Regions from separate parts of the Gossypium arboreum genome. Here region 1 is linked to region 2. A link is a contact called in public Hi-C data. All regions are on one chromosome and are shown on one strand. Each heading gives the region's core, a stretch centred on a gene start, on an enhancer-like site or on the middle of the called end of the contact. The rest is flanking DNA. Distances are from core to core; before and after follow the strand shown. Region 1 holds the start of LOC108476362 (squamosa promoter-binding-like protein 2). Region 2 holds the start of LOC108464866 (REF/SRPP-like protein At1g67360).

Region 1 (4,721 bases), core at 590-3,089, 950 kb after region 2:
CCAACCCTCTCTGTTTCTCAGATCTAGAGTGGTACAAGTTAGAAAATTTTCTATCCACTTCAACGAAACAATATTTAGTCCACCCCTTCCCCAAGTTTAAACTAAAAAAGGTTTGTTGATGCCACTTCAAATCCACTTAGCAAAACAATCGCAACCAGAGTAGTAGAGAGGTTCGACTAAACAAAGCAATCACTTCTCAAGCCGAGCATTTTTTTATGCAGATATCAATATCCAACAGAAAAGAGAGCTTAAACAAAGACAAAAAGTATGTTATATTGGACCTTGCAGATTCGAACTAGAATAATAGTAGAGCTTTTTTTCTCATCCATTCATTATTGCTAACGCAAACAAACTGACACCATAATTCCAAACTGTCTCTCTATACGAGTCTTGTACGAATGTAAGCTGATCTTCAACCCCAAGTAAAAACATAGTAGTGTTCCATAAACCTTCAACATCAGCAGTAAATTCCACCACCAAAACTCTAGAAGAATTTACCTTATCTATCAACCCATCCAACAAAAACTACCCGGTCTAGCCTCTTTAACAAAGCAGCTCCCTCCCTCTCTCTCTGCACGCCCCACTATCTTCAATAATTCTAAGAAGCAGTAATAACGTCCAAGTAGAGGAACCCAAAAATTAAATAAATAAAAGGATTCACTTTTTAATCAAGTAACCTAGTCTAAAAACACTAACACTTTCAATAATTCCCATTCGATTATCTGGGAAATCTTGCAAAGTAGGTCCCTGACTCAGACCCACAACTACTGTACAAAACAAAATTCAATGAAACCCTAATCTACCATAAATTCTTGTACCGAAAAATATCTACCATAAATTCAACAATTTACTGATGTATAAAAAGCCATCCCAACAACCATTTTTACTCAAACCCCCACGAAAACCATTAAAATCAATTAACAAATACTATATATGTCAACCAAAAAAATACACAAAAAAGAAATTCTACTCATAATTTTTTTCTCCATACAATATATATGAAGTTTTGCATTGAAACAGAAACAGAACAAACATATAAACTAAAATATTCATTTTTACTAAAAAAAAAAATAGAAAGTATTTGGTCCCCTTCTTAGATATCATTCGTCATATCGTTTTTCCTTTTAATGTTTTAATAAATTCTACTCAGCTTTCAGCCAGAAATACAAGGTAAAAATTAATAAAAAGGAACCCTTTCAACAAACACAAACGCAGTCGTTTCCATTGATTTTCCCCAGAAAACAAGAAAAGAAATCATAACGATAAAAAAAAAACGCACTTTACCTTCTTTTTTTTTTCCTTTCTAAAGTTAAAACAAGTTCACATAATAAAGGTAGAAGATAGGAAGAAAATGACGTTTCAATTGAGCCGCAAAAACAAGAGATGTTTCCCCATTTTTAGAAACTCTAGTACCTCATTATTGCTTTCTTTATTAATCCAAAATGAAATCTCTGTTTTATCTTTCCTATTTATTAACGGCGTTTAGTAAAAACAAAGTGAAAACATATATAAAAAAAAAAAAAAAAAAGAAGAAAGAAAGAAAGAAAAGGCAAGGCAAATGCTTTCTGGTGAGATTGTGATACTTACCGATGCGTACTTCAATGTTGGGCAGAAAGAATAGAAAAAGAAAGAGCAGAAGGATTAAAGATCTTGAAAAAGAAAGGAGATAAGGCACAGCAAGGCACAGCAAAGCACAGCCCACAGCCGAGTCTGAGTCTGAGACCGAGTCAGGGTCTCTTTCACAGACTGAAAATGGAAGGACAAACAACGAAAGAGGTGCTGAGTGGGGCAAAAAATAATTAAAGCCTAGCTTTTTTGGAAGAAATTATTTCCTTTTATTATTATTTATTTATTTGTTGTATTATTACTGCTGCAGTAACTTTTTTTTTAATGCAGAAATTAAATTAGGTAGAATTTATTTAAAATAATGACACGTGCCAGTACAAAAGCTGATTGCATTGCAACTTTTGCAGGTTATGGAGTATGGACTATAGAGTAGTAGTTTTTTGGACGGTAATGAAAGGGTGGCCTTTTTCTTGTCAGTTACAAGTAGCCAGCCCAACTAATATTAGGTCTATTTTTTATATTATCCGATGTTGTATTTTTAATCTCTTAACTGTTAATTAAAATTTTACCTATAAAAAAGCTACGTATTAATAAATAAATTTAATGTTGATCTTATAATAAAAATACAAAAATTAGAAAACAAGAATTTAAGCATAGTACAAAATTAACACCCATTTAAATTAAAATTTAAAAAATATAAAAATTAAAATACATAAAAAATTTGATTAATAATAAAACAATGCAGATTATTGGAAAGGTGGGATCAGAATTCAAAATATTAAAAAGAATAAATCATCCCTACAATCCCTGAGTTAAGAATTTGTGCTGCAAAATCTACTTAACATTAATTATTTCAAGTTAATGAAACCTTTTTCTATTTTTGTTTTAAAATATATCAACTAACTCGAAAGGTACCTTATTAGATTGAGGTATTTGATTATTCTATATTCTGTCATATTATAATTAAGGAAGTCCAATTTTAAGAGATTATGATAATCATACTAGCATCAAAACATTAAAATAATTCACCTATCAAAGGGACCACAAATTGTGTTTAGATGGTGGATCTTTCTCACTTTAAACTCAGTATTAAAATATAATATCATGGTGATTTTCTATTACAATTATGTCATTTATATATGTTATTAACTCTGGTACTTTATCATATTTTATAAATTTTAAATTACTATATGAGCAAATTTGTCAACCTAGAGCTTACACCGTACGTACAATCAAATATGGGTGTCAACCTATCCCTCAAACCCCCCTTTTGTCATTCTAATCTTTTAGGATCCTTTTAACAATTATTCGAAACAAATTTTGACATTTTTATTTTTATTTTTATTTCTAAACCCTAATATACAATTATTGATATTGACACTTTGTCCCCTCTTAACTACCAAATCAAGTTGCAGAAACAGAGATAGTAACATATTGCTATTATTAATATTAGGGTAATCTATAAAAATAATCACTTTTATTTGTCTCAGGTTACATTTTAGTCACTTATGTTTGAAATGTTACGTTTTAGTCACTTATATTACTATTTTGTTACGAAGTGATCACTCTACCGTTAAGTTCCGTTATCTCTCTAACGGTAATCCTACGTGGCAGTCCAACTAGATTTTAGATGCCAACTTAGATTTCTAAGGATGAAAATAGATTTTTAATTAAAAATTTTAATTAATTAAAATTTTTAAACCTAAACCTTAACTAAAAAATCTGTTCATCTCATCTTTTTAATTTTTCTTCTATCTCTTCTTTTTTCAGTGGTTTTTTTTTCATTTGATTGGAAAAACTATTATTAAGATCAAAATAGTTGAAATCAAATTGACTACTTCATAAAGATGGATTCAATGGAGGGTTCAGGTATGTCTTCTTTGCACTCCTCTATCTCTTTTATTCAATACTGAAAAACAAAAGATTGGATTTTTTATTGTTTAATGAAAACCCTAAATTAAAATTCTTGATATGAATATTAACAACTAAAAGAATTTCAAATCGTAAAAAGGATACCCACAAAGGATTGTGAACAAACAAGCGATTCGGATAAAAAAATAGGATTGAGAAACTAATTATTCAAGAACGTAAAGAATTGAAAAATACAATGATTAGGAACAAAAATGATTACCATCTTCTTATTTGTCAACAACCACTTCATTTTGAGTTTTAGAACATAAATTTATCGGTGAAGAGGACATACTTGGACCCTCCATTGAATCCTCTTTTGTTTTAAATGACGTGAATAAAATTTTTGACAATAATAACTTTTTAGTCAATTGAAAAGAAAACTAAAAAAAAGAGGGAGATGAATGGTTTTTTAACTAAGATTTAGGGTTTAAAATTTTAATTAATTAAATTTATTTAATAAAAAATCTATTCTCATCCCATTAGGAAATTCAAGTTGGCACTTAAAATCTAATGTTGGTACTTAAAATCTAATTGAACTGTTACGTAAGATTACTGTTAGGGAGATAACGAAACTTAACGGAAGAGTGATCATTTCGTAACAAAATAATAACATAAGTGACTAAAATGTAACATTTTAAACATAAGTGACTAAAATGTAACCTGAAACAAACAAAAGTGAGTATTTTTGTAGTTTACCCATTAATATTATTATATATAAGGAGACTGCAAGCATTTTCATTTTTCATTTTAAACATAAGATCATAACAATGAGATGGATTACTTTGAGTAATTCAAAAGAAAGGGATTTTATTGAAGGAAATGTTGGAATTAGGAATAGGAAGGGGGTTTGGGCATATTTTCCATCATCTTATCTTTCAAAAGCCTTCGCATGATTTTGCCAGATGGGGATTTGGGAATGGTGTCCACAAATTGCAGAACCCTCACTTTCTTGTAGTGTGCAACATTGGAGGCTACATACTCCATTATGTCCCTTTCGTTTTCTTTGGCATTTGGGTTCATCACAACGCATGCCGCCGGGATTTCCCCTGCTTCTTCGTCAGGCAGCCTGTATTTCAGTTCCACTCTTCATTAAGTTTGAGTGTAACATATAGGTACATGTTTAATACAAGTATGATTAAATCTATTCAATTCTTAAATATATTCGATAAAATAGTAAAATATTGTCTCATACTTAAAAGAGATTAGACAAAAATATATAAATTCCAAAATAAAAATATCCTTTT
Region 2 (4,777 bases), core at 428-2,927:
GGACAACCTTCCTCTTGTGAAATCTTTTAGTGGAAAAGTTGGCTTTGAATCTCAACGTGTCGGTTTCTTGCAAAATCAGAGTGTTCCCATATTCACATGATACAATCAAATATGCTAGTGGATGTATTGTTGGTTGCTCTCTTTTAGCTATCCATGGTGGAACAAAGGATGGGAAGAAGTTCCAAGGTGATTGGAATGCCATTAAAGCTGTTAAAAATGCACTTAAAATGCCAGTTTTTGCCTGTCTCTTTGTACTAATCCCGCTGTTAGTTATATGTTTCCATGAGTTATATGTGTTGTGTAAGTGGTTGTAGTGTTTAGTACAGAGTTTGCAATTTTTCAGTCTTGTTCTATTTTATTTTGTCACTCAACATGAGCTACTCAGATGATATAGCAGAGTGTATCTCAATTTTTTTACTTCTGCATGTAATAAAATGCCTCACATTTTGGAAATGTTTTACCTTCTACTTATTAATAATTTTATGATTGTTTGGAAAATGAAATTTGTGTTTGTGTTTGGTCATTGCTCAATAATTTGGAGCATGTTTTAACTAAAATATATACATATGGTTGTTTATGTAAATTAATTTGTATTTAACCATAAATAATTATTATTTAATTCAAAAATAAATAAAATTATGTTAGAAAGAATTTTTTGAACGAGTATTCTTTGATGTTCAAAGCTTAGATTTTGTAAAAATTTTGTTAAAGCAAAATCACCCGAACATAAAAAAAAATTTATAAGTTCATTTTTGAGAAATTATATTTTAAGTAATTTTTCATGTAATAGCACACCCTGATTATTAATATATCGTGGATTAACCACTAATATAATAATAAAAGAATATATTGATATTAAATCTGTAGTTCACATCCCAATCCAAAACACTAAACAACTCTGATTCTTCTCCTATATATATTAATATGTTCAATTTTATATAAAATATAGAAAACACAACCTAATACAACTTATAAAATTATAATATTTTTGTAAAAAAAATCTAATAATTAAATCTTAACGACTCAACACTTGCTTCCCTCCTATCACAATTATGAGTTCCAAAAGTAAAATGAGACACAAAAGCCGTTGAATTATTTAAAGTTATTGTGTTATTAAATTTTTTTAAAAGTTTAATTAGTGAATTTTAAGTGACACTTCAATGATCAATAAAGTAGATTAATATTTATTAATAAGTATAATAACATATCTTATATTTAAGTTAATTTGATAATTAATATCAAAATTAAAGGACAATATTTTTGAATGTTAGTTTGAAATTTATAACATTCAACATTATTTTTTAAAAAAATTAAACTGTAAAAAAAAGAGTAAGAAAATCTTTTAATTTGTGCAAGTAATACAAACGAAAAAAGTTATACAATAATAATTTTAATCATTCAATAGTTTAAATAAAATTTTTAAATTATTTTAAAATTTTTAAAATTAAATAATTAAAATATAATTTACAAATAATTTAATAATATTCAGCGCAATTAGATAGAATAAAAATTGGTGTGGGAATGGGTGGACCTCACAACAGACCGCCCAAGAATAAGAAAATGGTTCCCTTAGATATTATTGCATCTCCACCAAGTAAGATCCTTCCACGTGTCCTTCTAGAATCCTCTATTTGCACCCAGAAAAGTAAAGAAAGATGAAATTGGAAAACCGCCCGCTCTGGCATTGTGATATCCTTAGATCCGATATAAACCGTTGGATCTCATCTAACATCCCATATGAATTCATCTATAAAATAAATAAAATTGCACTTGTTTTACACCGTAGATTACGATCGTTTATTTTCTCTCAAAAAAGTGAAGCAAAGGATACTTGCATCAAACAGATGGCAACCATGGAGAAGGTATTTTGATCTCTTCTTTCTTCTTCTCCTCCTTTCTCCCTTATTTTAAAATTTAAGCTTAGAGCTTTTTTGTTTGTGATTTGATTTAAAATGTTAGGGGTTAGAGTTTGAGAACAAGAATTTAGGCCTCAAGCACCTAAACTTCGTCAGGGTGGCTACAATCCACGCCTTGGTTTGCGTCTCGAACCTTTACGATTACTCTAAACAGAACTCGGGGCCGTTGAGATCCACCGTTGACGCCGTCGAGCATGCCGTTACCACTGCCGTCGGTCCCGCCTACGGGAAATTTAAGGATGTTCCTGATCATTTTCTTGGATTTCTTGATAACAAGGTATTCGCCCATTAAGAAAAAATCACTGTTTGGAACTTTTGATCAGAAGTTTCTGTTGATTAGTTCTTTCTCGTCTTTAAGTTTAGCAAGTAATTTTAGTATTTTGAAATTCATCGGAAGAGTAAGGATTAAATCTAATATTTTAAAAATGGGGAAAGTTCAGTTTAGCGTGAACCAATTTATTCCTAACTTTATTATCGTATTTGATTAAAATAACCGTAGGTAGATGAGGTTTCACACAAATTTGACGAGCATGCTCCAGCACCAGCCAAGCAAGTGGTTAACCTGGCCCACGATTTGGTCCAAAAGGCAACCCAAAAGGCTCAGAAACTAGTAGAGGAGGCTCGAACCAATGGAGCACGAGGGGCTTTGCACTACGCTGCAGCTGAGTACAAGAACTTGGTGTTGGTAAGCTCGACCAAGTTGTGGGTTAAACTGAACAGCAACTTGACTTTCAACTCAGTGACAGAAAAGGTTGTTCCCAAAGCAGCTAATTTGTGTGAGAAATACAACAGTTGGTTAAAGGAGAAGAGCGGAAAAGGTTATCCTGTGGTTGGGTATTTACCATCGATTCCCGTTGATGCCTTTGGGAAGGCTGTTAAGGAAGCTGAAGGAAAAGAGAAAGCAAATGCGGATGATCATAAATCTGAATCAGATTCAGATTAGGTGTTTGGTTTCTGAGTGTGTTAGTAGAGAGGCAATGTGATGCTTTGCCATTGTAAATTGGCTACATGTCGAATCTAATATGACTTGGTTCGTTTAGATGTCTGACATGTTTGCTCTCTGAATTTGTGGCTGATTTTATGATATGCCCTTTTCAACTTTCAATCTTCCAGCTTGTATTAGATTATGAGTACATACGATTAAAAAGTTATTTATTTTTAATTTAAAATTAAATTAGGCATTTTTTAAATAATAAAGGTTTACCTATTGGTGAAAAAATAAAGGTTAAAATCTGTTTTAGTCCTTGCATTTACATAAAATTTGAGTTTTAGCTTTTGTATTTTTAGAAATTAAAAATTCAATTCAATCATCACTGACATTAGGTAATTTTTAAAAATTTTGTTAAATCATATTTTGATAATTTCTGATGAAAAATTAAAAATGTTAATACATAAATAAAATTATTTTCAAAATAGAAAATATGGTTTTTAGCTATTTTTCTATCAATTCAGTTAGTGAATTTAAGATAATTATTTTATACTTTAGGGTTAATGTAAATTAAATAATATAAATTAAATAAAACAAATAGTTAAAAGACATGAATTTAATTAATTTTAAATAATTTACCAGTTAATTGAATTTTTAAGTTCTATTACTAAAATCTCAACCGTGACAATCAAGTTTGATTTTTGCTTGAGAAATAAGTATATATTAAACTTAATTGTTCAATTTTTTTCTGTCTAATAAAGTTCTAAACTTGGTTTTGTTGGAAGTCAGTTCACTTTGTGCTGCTCCCTAGTCTTCGTGCTATTCCCTTCTGGCCATGGATTTTACCACTTCTTTTAACTAAGTGACACCAAAATATGGATTAACCAATTAAATCAAAATAAAATAAGTTTGATTTTATTTATTTAGAATCCTTTTATTTCCGAATTTCAAACCTAAATCTTTCTTTGATTATTCAATTTTTTTAATCGATTTTGCATTTTTAAAACAAATGAATTGGTATATTTTTAATTAATAAATATTAAATACATATTCATATCTAAATCTAAAATCGTATCAAATCCGTCTGAACCTAAAATTTAAATCCAAATAACAAACCAATCCAAAATTTAATTTGACTATATGGCTACGAAGTTACTAATGGAAGCAAGGCTACGGGCACATCATCTGCTACTGCTACTGCTACATTTCACCTTTTTATGTTTCACTTAATGCTTGTTCCGGTATCAAAAAGAAATATTCATGAAACTTTGTAATTACAATAATAACGATCTTTTTTTTTAAGTTTCTACTATTAGAAATACAATACAAGCTCAATTTTATACCTAGGCAACTACAGGTAGAATCAAACTAATACAAGCACAACAGACAAACCGAATAAAACCCATCTATGACATAGATGCACATGTTGGGACTAAAGACCCAAATGTTACAATTTTGCATATGCTAACACTCATATTTAGATACTCAAAAGCCCAAAACTTCATCTTAACCAACAATGCTTCTCCTTGATAAGGCTCAATCCAGTCATGTGGTGCCGATTCATTTTAAAAGAGTGTCAATTTATTTGGTTTTTGATATATTAAACTCAAACCAATCAAATGCACACTCCTACTTCTCCCAAATAAGGGGTGGCTTAATTAGAAGAAGAAAGGAGAGACAACAGCAACATAAATGTTCAAAACCAGTCTTACCCAATACAAGGCAACAACATGATGGCTAAACAAAGCAAATATTCAGCAACACAGAGTATTTATTTCCCTTACAAGTCTTACCCATTGAGTTACATGGAAAATTTATTTTCATTCATAAACCAGTGTCCCAACTGAAATGTTCAAAAGTACACTACAAAACAAGCAGAATCTTTTAATTCAAACCAACAGTAAAAAAGGTTTCAATGTCCACTTCCCATTTG

Evidence for each region. Hi-C and Micro-C count contacts between places; a contact is called where the count stands out from the background.
Region 1: a contact with region 2 is called in a Hi-C map of leaf, with 4 times the contacts expected there. The contact joins the promoter of LOC108476362 here to the promoter of LOC108464866 in region 2. A contact is called at or near these places in 2 of 5 Hi-C or Micro-C datasets (both in leaf).

What each region holds. Positions count from the first base shown.
Region 1 is chr3:23,143,538-23,148,258 of ASM2569848v2, forward strand. LOC108476362 (squamosa promoter-binding-like protein 2) reads right to left here and starts at 1,840. Exons shown (of 5, transcript XM_053025595.1): 1 at 1,285-1,840. LOC108475232 (4-coumarate--CoA ligase-like 1) reads right to left here. Exons shown (of 6, transcript XM_017777212.1): 6 at 4,306-4,543. The coding sequence ends at 4,306.
Region 2 is chr3:22,194,342-22,199,118 of ASM2569848v2, forward strand. It overlaps LOC108464866 (REF/SRPP-like protein At1g67360), which reads left to right and starts at 1,678. Exons shown (of 3, transcript XM_017765142.2): 1 at 1,678-1,862; 2 at 1,960-2,193; 3 at 2,416-3,090. The coding sequence starts at 1,845. The coding sequence ends at 2,859. It overlaps LOC108464867, which reads right to left. Exons shown (of 3, transcript XM_017765144.2): 3 at 4,596-4,777.